Linked DNA regions of Capra hircus: region 2 is linked to region 1. A link is a contact called in public Hi-C data. All regions are on one chromosome and are shown on one strand. Each heading gives the region's core, a stretch centred on a gene start, on an enhancer-like site or on the middle of the called end of the contact. The rest is flanking DNA. Distances are from core to core; before and after follow the strand shown.

Region 1 (3,458 bases), core at 242-2,741:
GGAGATGTCCTGGTTGAGGGGGATGGAGAGGAGATAGATTTGAAAGATACTCAGAAGGTAGAATTGACAGGGCTGAGGAAGTACAGGGTGAGGAACAGAGAAGACAAGGATGTCAAGGCATTTGGATGAATGGGAGTTCATAACGCAGTTAGAGAACAGGAAGGAGGAACAGGTTTGGAAAAGAAAATGAGTTCCATTTGGGACAGTGACTTTGAGGGGCCTGTGGGGCAGGAGATAGCTGGTAGGCATTTGGAGTTGTCAAGTTTGTAGGCACTGGCTAGGGATGTGAATGAGGCCTTGAAGGTAGGGGGTTTTGTTTCATCTTACTCATCTTTTCCTCAGCACTAATCACAGTGCTTTGTGTGTAGTGTGAGAGTGAGTAACTCATTTGTTATAGGATGTGATCTTGAATCTTGGGGAAGTAATTTCTTCCCCCAAGGCTTGTCTTTCTCTTTCTCTAAGTGGGGAAGCTGAACTAGATCAGTGGCTCTCAACCAAACTTTTGCTTTAGTCTGGTATGTTGGGATTAATTGTGAGGAATGGCAAGTAATTTTTAATTAATAATAAAGAGCTGATGTTTGATTACTTTTTAAATGAGTTGATTTGTTACTCTTTTTTTAAGTAACAAACAATATTTTACTAAAACATAAGATTTACAAAAATTTCCAGACAAACCATACAAAATGGTCACAAGCTTTTGCTTAAAGGGAGAATTCTACACTTGACAGTTAAATCACAGTGTTATTAGTGAGTTTGTTTAATGTTCCCATTTTGGTTCAATCAAGCTTGTCCAGCTAAAAGTTAGACTTGATTAGAGACCATATTCTAAAGAACTGATTAGTTGCTTTTAACCAGTACAATTAGATCACCATAAAAGGGGGGGAAGGAGCCCATAAAATTAAACTTAAACTATCTTTCCCTCACAAAAAAAAAAGAAGAGAAAGAGAAACAGTCACACCCTGCAACTAACCCTGACGACTACCTTCATTCACAGTGGTGGTGGTTCAGTCACCAAGTTGTGTTTGACTCTTCTGACCCGGTGGACTGTAGTCCACCGGGCTCCTCTGTCTGTGGGACTTCCAGGCAGGAATGCTGGAGTGGGTTGCCACTTGCTTCTCCAGGAGCTTTATACTTAAACCATGATGGGGAAAATGAATAAAAGCAGAAAGAGGCTATGGCTTTTAAACGTTTCACCACAATCCAGATGATACTTCTAGCCTCTGCTCATGCTAATTTACGACAGTGAATGAGGACAAGACATAAATTTGCTAATGTGCATTTAATCAGCAAAGGACTGGCAGTGTCTGGGCTTTTATTCTGTAATGTTTCTAAGACTTTATCCATTAAATGCAAACAAAAAAGGAAGAAGTCTTGGCAGAACAGGGGAAGTGATGCGTACTTGATGATCGAGGGATTTGAATATTATCTGGGGCAGACAGCCTGGTCCCTGCTTCAGCTGTTTCTATGGCTGGGGCTCCGCCGGTCCTCCGCTGCTCCGCTGGTCCTCCGCTGCTCCGCCACATCATTTGTTAGTGGATCATCTGGACTGGGAGCACTTCACCAAGTCTGGATTGATAACAGAACTATGCACATCTGCAATGCTGGGGACTACTTGTCTTTCAAAATATGTAAACATTCTTCCCAACTTGTCTACATTAGGATGATAGATTCTGGTCATGAAACATACTTTGGGGGCTGCCATTGGGCATTCTGAAGGAATGGTTCAGGTTTAAAAGTCCCTCCCTTTATCATTATACTTAATGATGGTTAAAGATTTAAGACTGCAAAATTTTATGTTTATATCTTGGATCTATCATTCTGATTATAAATAAACTTTTTGTCTCTGTAATGTCTTATTATTGAAGTATAGTTGAACTATAATGTTAATTACTGTTGTGCAGCAAAGTGACTCAGTTATACATACATACGTTCTTTTCATATTTTCTTCCATTGTGGCTTATCACAGGATATTAATTTTCATTTTTGCAACTTCAGGAACTCTATTTTCAGAACCTCTCGAAAAGAAAACAAATCATGGAGAAGAAAGAGAATAACCGGAAGCTTCGGGTGTGTGTTGCCACTTGCAACCGTGCCGATTATTCTAAACTTGCCCCCATCATGTTTGGCATTAAAATGGAACCTGAGTTCTTTGAACTTGATGTGGTGGTACTTGGCTCTCACCTGATAGATGACTATGGGTAAGATGAAAGCGTTTTCTTATGATATTCTTCATTGCAACATGGTGTACTACTGAGAACTTGGGTCCTGGAGCCATGTGGACCCAGCTTCAAATGCCAGTTCTACCACTTAGTTTTTAGGTGGCCTTGGAGAAGTTACCTAGCACTTCTGAGCTTCAGGTTCCTCAGTTATGAAACGAAGTGGAAACTTGTATTGCAGGTTACTGTGAGGAATGGAGATAGTGACATAAAATGTCTATATAGGGATGCTGCCTATTAGATGCTTGGTAAATTATAGCCATTATTATTACTATTATTTGCTACTACATTCAGAAATTCCATTTATAAATGTATATTGTGTGACTGTAATGTGATTCTATATAATCTGTTTTGTGAGTTCTAATGCTAATCCTACATGAAAAAACTGTATAAAGTAGTAGACACTGAACAAGATTTTAAAAATCTAATCTATAAGATAAAGTAGAATTACCATTACCATTGATACTTATTTTGATGACATTAGGTTTGTTATTGATCACAGTCTAAATATTAAAGATGAAACTTGGGAAATCTTTGAGGGACAGAAAGAACGTATATACCAAAGATGGAACATTCATTTTGTTATGTGTTAATAATAAAGTGGCTTTAGTGCACCCTTGTGGCATGAAAACATTAATGCAGCCTCTGAAGAAGGTAAAAAATACAATATGAAAGAAGCTTGTGTTAAGGTAAAATGGTCTTTTTCAGACTGTCCTTTAACAATAAGATAATGACAGCAAAAACAAAAACATGCTTCCAAAAACAAATTTGGCAATTTGCGATAAGAAAACACTTTTAAAGACTAGAGAAGAAACTTATGGATAGCTTAAAAGTTCATAGATTTTTAAAATGTGAAACGAATTTTGGCTATCTAAGAAAATCCGCTTGAGTGTTCTTACATTATTGAACAGAAGTTGGACAAAGTAAAAGAGTTTTAGTTACAAACTGAGGTAAAAATCTAAGTGTGTTCTTTTACTTCTTTGAGAAAAGTTTGGCAGAAGACTGGCAGGGGAGGGGCTTTCAAAGAGATGGCGGTAGGTTTCTTACCTGCCTGCCACAGTAATTAAGGGGGAAGGTAGTGTTTGTCAGGTGAGACTGTTAAAATGGAAATGTGACTGGTACTGGGAATACTTGTCTGAAGTGCGTTCTCACACAAGAAACTGATTGCTTATGGGGAGAAGCACTGGATGACTGGAAAACAAAAGTGAGAAGTAGCCTTTTCACTTATAACCTTTTGTATCT
Region 2 (3,458 bases), core at 473-2,972, 49 kb before region 1:
CTTGCAAGATCTTAGTTCCCCATCCAGAGATTGAATCTGGGCCTAGCTATTGAATCTGGGCCTAGCTAACACCTGGACTGCCAGGGAACTCCCAATTTTTATCATCTTAAATGAGCCATACTAGCCACATCAATACTCCCAATGTTGCATCACATAAAACTTAAGCTCTCCAGGTTGAGCACTTCCCCCATGTAAAACATCTGTACTTTAAACTTGTTTTCAAGTTAAAGTTGACAGCAGCAACAATATTTCCAGAATATTGCCTCCATGCTAATAATGAGAAAGTGTTGAAGCATAATATTCACACCAGGGGGCACTGTTGTACAAAAGCAGGTTCCAGACAAAAGCCATGTCAACATTGCTGTGCATACAAGCATCCAAATGTACTTTAATGTTGCTTCTATTAACAGAGAGCATAATATTAAAAAACCTGTTTCCCAGAATAATACAGGATCACTACAGCCCAGAGACTCCTCTCTTCCTTTATTCCATGCAAAAACAGAGCTGAAAGTTTAAATGGTTTTTTAATATTTAACTTACAGCCGTTTTAGTTTTTCTTTCTCTTTTTTAAGCTGTATTCTAAAACGTAGCTTTGTTTAGCTCTCAAGTTAAGTGCTCTTGATGTTGATCAAGACTGATTTCTGTGTGTGATTTCTGTGAACTTGACTCCTGTGCTGCTTCCACAACCACACAGGTCAGTGAGATCGGGGCTATACTATCTGCCAAAGCTGCCCTTACCAGTCCCAAGCTTACCAGTGGTTCCTAAACCTCCAGTCGAATGAGTAGTTTCCAGTCTCACTGGGCTTCGCTATGGTTCCTAACACCACTTGTGGATCCTCGCTTCTTAAAGTGCCCTTGTCTATTACTGTGCTCTTCTGGCTCCACCCTCCTGTTTCTCTCTGAGTGTCCTCTCTCCCCTGGCTCTCTGTGTTTTTGGCCTGCCGCTCTATTAGTAGGGCTCCCTAGAACGCGTTCCTCACCCTCTGGTTTTCTCGTTCTGCACCCTTTCTCTGGAGTGACCATATCCTCCTACTGATCCAACTGTTTGCTCAGTCCTCCTGATCCAGAGGCTCACATCTCAGATCCCAGCTTCTCCCCAGAGCTTCTGCCCCCTGGGCTTGGTTCTAGCCTCAGTGCTTGACCCCCTTGCCTTGTAGTTTACCCTCTAACAGCAATAAAATTGCTTACGGTTTTCCAGACACAACATTTTTCCAGCTGCCTGCTGGACACTTCTTCCTGAACTCCCCTGCCCCGAACAGCCCATAGGTACTCCAGTTCAGTACATCCAAATATGATCTCATCCAGTTTCCCTCAAACTTGTGTCTCCTTCTGCATCCTCTTTATTTCCACTGCTGACCTCACCACCCACCCAAACGGCACAGCCAGAAACAGGGAAGTCATCTTTACCCATCTGTCTTCCGCCTCCATGACATCTCATCAATTTCCCTTTGTCTCCTCCCCTTCCTCCATAGCCCCTAGTTCAGGTTCCATCACCAGCCTGTTTAAGATCTCTTCTAGCTTCGCACCCCACGCCAGTCATATTCAGACCCCTCCACAGCCTCCAAAATGAGTCATTCAAAATATCAATCTAACTCCCTTCACCCCCATCCCCACCCATGGCCTCAGACCCTTAAACAGCTATCACTGCCTACAGGTCAAAGTCCAAGCTTACAGCATGAGTCCCTCTCCAACAAAAGCCCCATTTGGTCTGCTGCTAACTGCGATTTCAGCCTCCAAGCTCCAGTTCTCTTTCCCTTGTATTTTACCCTCTAACAGCATCAGTCTGCCAAAGGTTTCCCAGACACACTGTGTTCTTTCTCTCTACATTTTTTCAGGCAGACTCCTCTGCCTGGAAGGCACTTCCTCCCCTGCTCTCTCCTCTCATGACTCAGATCAGGTATCATCAGGAGATCTTTCCTTATCCTGTGAGTCAGATCAGATGCTCTAATTGCTTCTGTAATAGCCTTTGATGAACCATTTCCCTCCCCTGGGGTGTGGTCAGCACTTGTTCTTGTGGGGTTTCCACTGGCCTGTCAGTATCTGGAGCCTGCACTGAGGCATGTCTTTACCTCTGGGACCTAGCTCAGAACCTGGCACAGAGTTGAGGTTCAAGGAATGTTTCCTGGGTGAAAGAATGGAGACTGGCTCCTGGCTTGAACAGTTGGGTGGCTGGTGGGAACGAACAGTCACCCGAGGGAAGAACCTGCAGGAGGAGCAGATTTTGGCCAAGTGAGGATGGAGAGCAGAGTGTGTGTGTGAAGGATGCGGTCCTGGCCTGTAGATTCCTGGTGAGGAGCACACACGGGGCAGATGTCCAGTGGGCAACGCAATGACCAGGTCTGGAGCTCCCAGGAGAAGCCTGGGACATTGGGAGTTGGAAGTATTTAATTGTGTCCCCTAAGAAGACGGGGCTGACTTCAGGAGGGAGTCTGTTTGGGGCTGGCTGGGGGGCCCCCACACTGATACTCCTTTACTGAAATGTGTCAGGAAAAGGCTGCTCCAGCTGCCCAAGACTCTCCTAGTTCAGAATGAGCTACCCTTCCTGGATCTGTGTGTGGGGTGAAGTGGCTCAGGTCACCGTTAACTTGGCAGGGGGAGCCACGCCTTCATACTTGCCTCACTCGCTTGAAGACTGTGATCAGGAGCGCGCCCTGTCCTGGGCACTAAACACAGAGGCCATCAGCTCTTTGACCATGCAGGGTCCAGCAAGGCTGACTCTCCAGAGAGGGCCTTGCTCGTGCCCTGGGGGCTGGAGTGTTATGAGCCCGCCTACGTACAACCTGGAACCAGAGGCCATGCTGGAGGAAAGGCCTCAGAATTTCTTCACAAGGCAATGTGGCAGGAAACTCTGAGGTCCCAAGTGACTGTTTGTTCACAGTCTCTCAGTCCACTTTGTGAACTGCACAATGAACAGCCGCAGGGGCTGCTTGGACCAAATGCCCAGAGAGAGAGAAAGGAGGCAACCAGCAGAAGCTGTGAGCTCCAAGCACCTTTCTCAGCAACTCACTAGCCGAAAGTTATGCTCCTAGGAACTGGTCTGCAGAGAAAGTTCTGATTCCAGGTTATCCACTGGCCTCACCATGGCCTTGCTTAGTGGACATCCATCCAGAAGGAGGCCAGGGGAGCGGCCCTTTCTAATAATGTCACTCACTCCCTGTGTCAGGGGGTGTGCCTTCTCCAGGATTCACAGAGGAAGGAACGGACAGTACCTTAATGGCCACCTCTCCTCCCTCAAGGCCTGGAGAAGCAGAGGACGCGTCTTCCAGAGCAGAGCAGAGGAGAATGAAGCAGAAACACAGAATGAGCAGAGATGGGAGAAAAGATTCCTGATGGCTCTTCAGCCCCTGGTTCTTGTCCCACCTGTGTCTCAGCCCTCTCCATGAGATGCCCGTGGATCTTTACAACAAACTTCCAGGGGTTTGACTCTGCTAAGTCCACTCCAACTCACTGAGAATCCT

Evidence for each region. Hi-C and Micro-C count contacts between places; a contact is called where the count stands out from the background.
Region 2: a contact with region 1 is called in a Hi-C map of liver, with 4 times the contacts expected there. The contact joins two enhancer-like sites. A contact is called at or near these places in 2 of 5 Hi-C or Micro-C datasets (blood and liver).

Annotation. Positions count from the first base shown.
Region 1 is chr8:60,210,809-60,214,266 of ARS1.2, reverse strand. GNE (bifunctional UDP-N-acetylglucosamine 2-epimerase/N-acetylmannosamine kinase) reads left to right here. Exons shown (of 12, transcript XM_018052164.1): 2 at 1,996-2,198. Among named protein-coding and RNA genes, the nearest start is that of GNE, 24 kb to the left of the region's middle. Within about 2 kb of position 1,491, at least 1 of the 5 cell types and tissues checked has an H3K27ac peak or open chromatin away from gene starts, as enhancers often do.
Region 2 is chr8:60,259,600-60,263,057 of ARS1.2, reverse strand. No RefSeq gene overlaps it. Among named protein-coding and RNA genes, the nearest start is that of GNE, 25 kb to the right of the region's middle. Within about 2 kb of position 1,722, at least 2 of the 5 cell types and tissues checked have an H3K27ac peak or open chromatin away from gene starts, as enhancers often do.